Regions from separate parts of the Drosophila melanogaster genome. Here all the other regions are linked to region 2. The links are chromatin contacts, called in public Hi-C maps. All regions are on one chromosome and are shown on one strand. The core of a region is the stretch at or near the end of the contact, and the rest is flanking DNA. Distances in the headings are between cores, read along the strand shown. Region 1 holds the start of CG2444. Region 2 holds the start of Pits (Protein interacting with Ttk69 and Sin3A). Region 3 holds the start of rudhira (rudhira,).

Evidence for each region. A called contact is a pair of places that touch in the nucleus more often than the background predicts.
Region 1: a contact with region 2 is called in a Hi-C map of the Kc167 cell line, with 2.1 times the contacts expected there. The contact joins the promoter of CG2444 here to the promoter of Pits in region 2. A contact is called at or near these places in 17 of 107 Hi-C or Micro-C datasets (the Kc167 cell line, the ML-DmBG3-c2 cell line, the S2 cell line and 10 more) and 1 of 6 datasets of contacts at active chromatin or transcription factors (the Kc167 cell line).
Region 3: a contact with region 2 is called in a Hi-C map of the Kc167 cell line, with 2.6 times the contacts expected there. The contact joins the promoter of rudhira here to the promoter of Pits in region 2. A contact is called at or near these places in 20 of 107 Hi-C or Micro-C datasets (the Kc167 cell line, the OSC cell line, the S2 cell line and 9 more) and 1 of 6 datasets of contacts at active chromatin or transcription factors (the Kc167 cell line).

What each region holds. Positions count from the first base shown.
Region 1 is chrX:11,703,901-11,706,600 of dm6, forward strand. It overlaps CG2444, which reads right to left and starts at 1,400. Exons shown (of 2, transcript NM_001298206.1): 1 at 920-1,400; 2 at 410-841. The coding sequence starts at 1,028. The coding sequence ends at 606. It overlaps PhKgamma (Phosphorylase kinase gamma), which reads left to right. Exons shown (of 11, transcript NM_167297.3): 11 at 1-494. It overlaps FucT6 (alpha1,6-fucosyltransferase), which reads right to left. Exons shown (of 4, transcript NM_132512.4): 4 at 2,675-2,700.
Region 2 is chrX:12,581,790-12,584,489 of dm6, forward strand. It overlaps Pits (Protein interacting with Ttk69 and Sin3A), which reads right to left and starts at 1,404. Exons shown (of 3, transcript NM_001272557.1): 1 at 1-1,404. The coding sequence starts at 761. LIMK1 (LIM domain kinase 1) reads right to left here. Exons shown (of 6, transcript NM_078584.3): 6 at 2,596-2,700.
Region 3 is chrX:11,815,414-11,818,257 of dm6, forward strand. It overlaps rudhira (rudhira,), which reads left to right and starts at 1,485. Exons shown (of 9, transcript NM_001258702.1): 1 at 1,485-1,620; 2 at 1,823-2,603. It overlaps CG1578, which reads right to left and starts at 1,138. Exons shown (of 8, transcript NM_001298212.1): 1 at 1,013-1,138; 2 at 1-126.

The DNA.
Region 1 (2,700 bases), core at 150-2,649, 880 kb before region 2:
ATTCGGATTCGCCTCGTTCTGGACGGACAGCCAACACGCAGGTGTACATATATACGTATGTATGTATGTATGCATGCCTAGTAACATTACCTCCCCTGCCTTCTTCGTCCTTGTGATTTTGTTTAATACTTTTTAATTCGATTTTATTGCGTCTAATGCGCGCCAGCCATCTAGTGTAATCAGTTAGTGTAGTGAATGTAGCGTTCAACCACGGCCATGCATACCACCCAGATGGTACATGGCTATCCAGTGGTCCAACGTTATGACCCGGCGCCAGAACGAGCCGAATCGGATGACGAGATGCGATTGATTGTTGGGTTGGGGGAATGTACACACCTCATCTCACCATACTCCACACCCAACTAAGCCCACACAAGCAAGCGTACATGCATATGTATTTTCTGTTAATGATTCTATTAAATTATTTAATTGTATTGCTAAGCGTTTACATTTTAATTGTTATGTTGTAGTATACACAATAAATAAAAACAAACAAAAAAAAAAAAAAAGAACGAAATAATAAGCTGAAAACAAATCCATTGCCCATTGCCTCCTAGTTAGTTGAGCAACTTAAGGATTATGGCAATTAATAATGGCTTAAGATGTTAGATGTGCTTGTCGCAATTGTATTTCCGCTCGCAGCAAGCGGGAAATTCGCGATTGATGTTCACAAAGTCGCGCTGCTTGCAGCCCGGTGGCGGAGCGACTGCATCGCAGGTTTTGAAGGTCACCAAGCCATCCGCATGGCATTCGGCCCGCACGCATGGCAGATCCGGCGCCAGACCCGTCTCCCCGGGCGACAGGATCGTGTTCGTGTCCAGCACACACTTGCCGGGATGCGCTGCAAGCGATGGAGCAAAGAGTTAGTATGGCATATGACTGGTTTGCACCCAAGTGGACATCACCAGCACAAACTTACATGAATTGTTCAGTTTGACCTTGGCAACGGCCGCCTGGCCAACGTGGCCGCCAAGGATGACGACCAGGCCGAGGAGTAGGAATGCGGCAACGGTGCTAAACTGCGACATACTGCTCGATACTGGATTTCGTTTTGGGTAATCTCTGGTGGAAACTCTGGGATCGAGCGAGGTGTTATCAACTGGGATGCTGGTCCGCAAGTGCTGATGTTTGGGCCGCACCGGCAATGTTTTATACGCAACCGGGGGCGTCGGTTATCAGAAGGCGAAACTGAATCCGAATCCGAATCCGAGTTCGAGTTCGAGACCGAAGCCAAAGCCCCCGGAATGAGGCGGCTTATCCGCTCCAGCTGCCGACGACACCGACTTGACCTTGTCCAACGAGCGGAGCTCCTTTTTCCGATTCCCCGATTGCCGGTTTAGCTGCCTGTTTGGCCGCTTTGTTTAATTTTTATTTTTATTTGTTTTTGTTAATATCTGTGATCATTTTTTTTTGTTTTTTTTACTTCCCTGCGGTTCATTGAGTACTTAATTACAATTGCCCCACGCACACAGACGCCTTTAATTTATTTATGCATAAGCACACATACGCGTGCTTATTGTTATTATTCTTATTTTTTTGTTTTATTGACGGTGTGCGGAGGCTTATCACGTTTCGAATTTTCGGCACCCGTTTCGTTTTTGTTTTTTTGGTTTTTTTTTTTGGGAATTTTCTTGTTTTGGTGTTTTGGAATTCCTGCGAGTTTTTTTTAAGAGTAGCAGTGTTCCAGCGGGTTTACCGCGACTTGACTCATCATCACGAGGGCACGCATCTTCAATTTGCACTTTCACCGGCGCCTCGGGGTTCTTGAACCGCCGCAAAGCCATCATAAAAAACTGGTCCTTCAATATTCGATGGTTATAATGTATGCATATTTACAATATAGTACATATTATGGATGAATGATCATTCATATCCAGATCAGGTTAAAAAGTCTTTCAACCCACTGGCTAATGTAATTGATGTAAGTCATACGAATAACAAGCTAAAATCGACAAGGTTTTGCATTTTGTTCAAAATTTGATATTTGCAATTGGATTTTTCATCATAAGATATCCTAAAATTTTATAATAGCTGATTATTATCAATCCTAACGATCCCATTAACTTTTGGCAATTTTTTATATTTTTTTTATAATTTTGCAAAAAATGGCCAAAAAATAGAATTCACATTTTTAAAAACAGTTTGTTTCGGAATTCAATTACGAGCTCAACGATGTATGACATTCCATATTTGGACCATAATTTTTAAAGTTTCGCTAAAATAAATAAATAAATCAATAAATTATTGATTTTCAAAACCAGCTGCCTGATGAAATTCAACGACAAAAAATTAGAATTTCCAATTTTGAATAAGGAATTACACATTTTTGAGGAAAATTTTTAGATTTTTCGTACCAGGCGATCATAACCAGTAGCAGAAAACAAACTGCCAGTCTGTACAAAATGCACATTTTTATGGTAAATATATTGATTTTTTGCATCAGGCGATTACAATAAATAGCAGGTGTATACTGAAAACGAAATTCCAAAAGATCGTTGGTCTCATTCTGAAATTTCTGTTCGCCTGGTAGCGAAGCCCACAGCCCAGAGTTGCAGAAAAGGTAAATCGCTTTCAATATTTGCTTTTTAAAACATTACTATTTATTTCTTTTACTATGACGCTTGAATTTATCAGTTTTAGTTTTGTTTTGCGTTCGTTTTTTATCTTTGTTTTTGTTTTCTTTCAACTATTTTACAGGTG
Region 2 (2,700 bases), core at 154-2,653:
GAGTTGCCAGCACTGCCATCTGGCGCCAGGCCGTGTCCCGACTGCTGTTGCTGCTGGCTTACATCCACATCGACATCCTCGCTGGGCGGACGCTTTAAATTCACGGATAGGGCGGGCGGTAGGCTGCCACCGCCACTGCCGGCGGTGGGTACGCCGCCGCCGGGTGCACCGCCACCGCCGCGGGTCGCATTTGGCGGCAGGTGGTGGGGCGTCATGTGTGAAATGCGTACGGGTCGTACGCCGCCACCGGGGGCATCCTCCAGCTTAACGGGATAGTCCAGTGGCGGACCGATGCGTGGCACTGGCATTTGATAGGGCATCTGATGGTGATGATGCACTGCAGCAGCGGCGGCGGCAGCAGCAACGGCATTGCCCAGCGAACTGAGCGAACCGGCGCCCGACGGACCTGGACCACCACTTCCGGGCGGAGCACCCGGTGGACCGCCGCCACCTCCGCCGCGATGGGAACCCGGTCCTTGTCCCGGAACTGGACCGACTTGTAACTGTTGTTGCTGCTGTAGGACGACGGCGGCCGCTGCAGCGGCGGACACTTCGCCGTTCTCATGGGAACGCTGCTGTTTGCTGGCGGGATGGAGACGCTTCATTTGGCGGGCGGCGTCCAGCACCGCCTCGATGCGATCGGCGCCCTCATAGTTGACGCAACCGCGGCACACCGCCTCCGAGAAGTCATTGATCATCGCCCAGGGCATGCGGGGTAAATCGCACAGATAGCAGTGCTGCCTTTTCGTTTGCAGCGACATCCTGCTGCGTTTCTGGAAACTGTCAACTGGCAACTAGCAACTGTCAACTGTCAATTGGCAACTGTCAATTGGAAGCCCTGGATGGGCTGGATCTGGAAATGGGTTTGTGCTGTTTTAGCTCACTGGAATGGCTAACTGTTCCTTCCTGCTGGATTCCCAATTCCTATTATTTATTATTTTCTCCTTTTTTTTCGCTTTCTTTTTTCTTGTTTCAGCTTCTTTTCGGTTGTGCGTTGTAGCTATTTTTCTTATTTAGCATTTGTTATTCATGTTTTCGTATTGATTTTCGCACACACGCACATATACACGCGCGCACGCACGCATATTTCACCGCGCTTCCACCCGAAAAAAATTCACTTATGTTTTTTCCTTCAGCTTCAGCTTCTTCTTCTTCTTCTTTTCTATTGTGCTGCGCCGCGCTGCTCGCCAACACGCACGCACACAGGCACACACACCACACACCACACTTAGGCACGCGCGCCGCAGAGTGAAAGAGAGAGGGTGCGCGCGAGTAAGCGGGACACGTAAATGTACGACGACGCCAAAAACGTGTAGGAACAAAACGAACGATGAGATCGCAGCGACGCAACGAATGACTGAAAAAGCGACCGGACGCCACACAGCTTGCTGATAGAGTGTGGCCTTGGCTGGTATGTGAGAATATACCCCAGGGGCCAAGCGAAATGTACTAAAAAATCTTCGCTGCCGCAATGGGAAATACCAAGAAAATACCTGAAATACTGGCTTATATCAGAGACACGAACCTTTCAGTGGACTTCAACCAGGGTTGCCAAAGTGGCTGAGACTGTAGCGAAGACTTCAACCATGATAAAGCTAAGGAAATTTTAAATTTTCTTTAAAATTTAGCATCATTTTGAGCATAGTAATTCTACTATTTCGTATTAATATATATAGCTTTTAATATATTGCTCCTAATATTACGCCCAAATATTAAAAATAAACCCTTTTGGCTGTTTAAGTAATTAAAAATAATATTTATTTTTATTTTTAACCCCCTTTGGGGCTACGACCCTGCCAGCGTACGTGCCTGCACGTCATATTCACGAAACGGAATCTAGTGACGAAGTCCTTCCCCCAAAGTCCGCCTGTAAGTATACCATGTAAAGTTCGTGGATACACATCCGTTTTTCGTATAGATACCGAACGTATGTACATAGGATACAGTTATGTAGACCTTGAATCTGGTATGCTCCGTCTCTTTCGCTCGGCGAACAGCTGACTTAACAGAGCTCTGTAACTGTTAATGAAATTAAAAGCCCTCATTCCTAGCAAAAAAAAAAAAAAAAACAAGGACATCCGTAAAGCACTGCGCAGGACCACAAACTGCAAGCATGTATGTGTATGCATATCGTTGCATATATGTACATATGTATAGGCGAAAATGCTTGGGTGTTCGTATTCCTGGCGTTTGGCCTGAATCGATTTCCCGACCATGGTCTGGGACAAATTCCGTATCTGTGCGTACATCCTGTTAAAAGGAAATGCGGAAAAAGGAGCCACCAGATACAGAAACACACGAACAAGCAACGACCTCGTAAACGGGGTCCTTTCCTTACACCCCCACCTTTCCATACAGTCCCGGCCATAAGTTTATGTCCGTGCACGCGCAACTGTACTCGCTTCTTAACATTTCATTTGAGATTTTATTTATGAAATGTTTGGCTCAATTAAAGATATAAAAATATTCTTTAAATTGCCACAAAATTAAAATTCCACAATAAAGACACTAGAAAGTTTAAAAGTTTTTTTTTAATTTCCTCTTTTATTAACAAAAAATGTTTTAAGATTAAAATCAAAAGAGAATCTACGAACTACGTTTATACACAAGCTTTATTTGTAATTACAGACCTTTCGACTCCCGAATAAGTAGGCAACAAAAACTGCATTAGTTATAAACTTATTTACAAGTGGGTAGAAA
Region 3 (2,844 bases), core at 235-2,734, 770 kb before region 2:
TGTGCTGCTCGTTAGTCCCGAAGTGCGTGCTCATTTGGTCTGCTTTTGTTGACTAGACTGATTTGCCGTGTCTTTTGGTTTGTTTTTCACTCTTTTCTCTCTGCCGCCACCTCCGCCGTTCTTGTGCTGCAAAAGACATAGCGATAGAAAAGTAGAAAAACACACACCATAAAAAAAAAACAAATAAATATGGAGGAGCTTGGTAAGGAAGGAGGAGGTAAATTGCCTGATTACAAAGCTTTCAAACTGTAAAAGTGCCCGTGTGTAATTGTTTTAAAACCGTAAGTGCTTGTTGCTCGGAGAAATTGAATTAAAGCTGCGAAAATACCCCCACACACACACGCATGCACAGGCGATCTGATTGCATTATCGCAGGACCTCGCTCTCCGGCTGCCATCCTCTCCTTCGCCACTGCTTCGTTCTCTTCCCCTTTCCCAATTGGAAAATTGCACGAAGGTCACACACACAATCATATACGCGCTCGCGCGCGAATAGATAGATGCTTTTATTTTGCATTTTAGTTTAGAGCAGAATATTTAAACATGTATAAATCTACGTTTTATAAATAAATCGAATTAGTTGCGCCGGCAGAAGAAGCGCGTGCAGCAGCAACAACAAACATGCGGAGCAGCAAAACAAGAAAGCGCAAAGAAAACGAAAGTAAGGCGAAAGGAAATCAAGGAAAAAAACGAATGTGCCTTATATACAATCACACCCACGCACACACATAACCCACAGATTTGACCCAAATATATTATTTTCAACATATAACACTTTATTCATTTCCTTTCCTTTTTTCCCATTTGGATGAACTCACTCTGGATACCAAAACACAACCCAACACACACACACACACTCACACACGTAAGCACAACCGCAATAAACACACATTTTGCGAATTTCGAAAAACAACAAACTTAATGCGCCATGTGGCTGTTGTGCAAAAATATGCCGCTGGACAGGATTAGAGTAATGCTGCGGCGAACGGGAGCGATCATGAACGCTTACCAACCCAGCTGGTCGAGCTTTATAATTGTTGTGCGACAGAACTTTACGCCAACGTAAATGGCCAAATTAATCTTTTTTGCCGCTAATGCAGCGCCAGTGTTGCCAAATGGCGGTGGTCTGAATTCAATAATCGGTTCCGGCCTAGGGCAATTAGATACTAAATAATGCTACAAAAGCTCAAATTTGAAAATGAAAAAAAAAATACTAATTAAAATAATTACTTTTATTACTGAATAATTCGGTGGTGAAACTATACGTTTTTTCAGAGCATATGGTGTTGTGTTTTAATATTTTAAAAGCCGTTAGCTATTCATATTAAGCTGCTTTGCTAATATTTTAAATAAATAGACTGCAACTAGATTTATCCGTTACAAGGACATACACTCGTATATAAAGTCTGGTCACACTCAGAATGCTGTAATATAAAATTTGGTATTTCATATTACAGCTGCACGGTCACACTGGCATAGCACCCAGAAACCAAAAGAGCGAGACAAAAAACAGAGAGAGAAACAGCGCAGCAACCAAAATAATAACAATTAATAATACTAAGTGTCCGCTAAAGATATTGCACGAATAAAGGCAAACGCTCGCCAGCAGTCAGACCAGCTAGTACTAGTTTTTTCCCTTTCGTTCTGGCAGCAGAGTTTCTTGGTTATTTTCTTCTTTTTTTTCTGTTGCGACGCATAAATCGTCTCTTAATCGATATATACATATATATATATATAAAGACCTATGTATATAAGTTAACGGGAGAGTACGAAAACAAGGCGAACGTTTTGCAGATTTAATGTCGCAGTTACTTTTTGTGCAGCAAGAACAACAACATTGGCAGTAAGCAACAGCAGCAGAAAAAACAACAACGATAACAATAACAAAATCATAAACGAAAAACGACGAAAAGGAAACTTAAGTAAAACGTACGACGCAGCGCAGTCGTTGTGTCTGTATTGGTGCGTGTGCGTGAATTTGTGAACGCGAGTGGGAGTGAGCCAGCAATAGGGCTCTGCGTCGACGGCGGCAGCGGCAGAGGAAGACGAAGAAGAAACATACAAAAAATAGTTCAGTTTTTTTCAAACAAAACTCGAGCTCCGCAGTTGAGAATTTGCTGCGCGTCTCGAAAAAGCTTGTAATTAATTAGTAGACGCCCAATATTAAGCAACAACAGTTTGAGGGCGTGGCAAATCAAAATAATAAGAAGCATATAAACACAACATAAGGGGGAGACGGAGCAAAAGAGAGAGAAAGAGCAAGACGCAATTGGAGATTTTGTTGCTGCTGCTGCCGCCTGCAACAACCGAAGATAATAATAAAGAGGAGCTGCAAACAAGAACTAAGAACAACAACAGCAACAACTGACGAAAAGCACACACCATAAAGGAAATCAACAACAAAAGCTAAAGTGAGAAAGAGAGACCAAGTGAGAGAGAGTAGGAGAGCGAGCAGCTGAAACATATGATTTTTGTTTGTGTTGTTGTTTTTGCGCGCGCTCTGCGGAACGTGTGAGAAAAGTGGAACGAGCGAAACGAGTGGCAGTGTTGTTGTGTTTCAGCTGCTGCTGATTCAACCAGCGAACAGCAACAACAACGCAAGTGGTAAGTTCTTCATCTTCTTCTTCTAGTTGTTTCTGTTTGACGCGCAAAAAAAAAATTGAAAAAGAAAAGGAAAGAAAATCGTGCATATACATATGTGTACGAATATGAAAATCATATCTTCTATTTATGCAACTATTTGTTTATTTTTGCTCTGTCGAAATCACAGACGTGTAAGTTGTGCAAACAAAGAGCCAAGAATAGAGCGAAAAAAATGGGGAAGCTAAGCAGTGCAAAGAGAAGG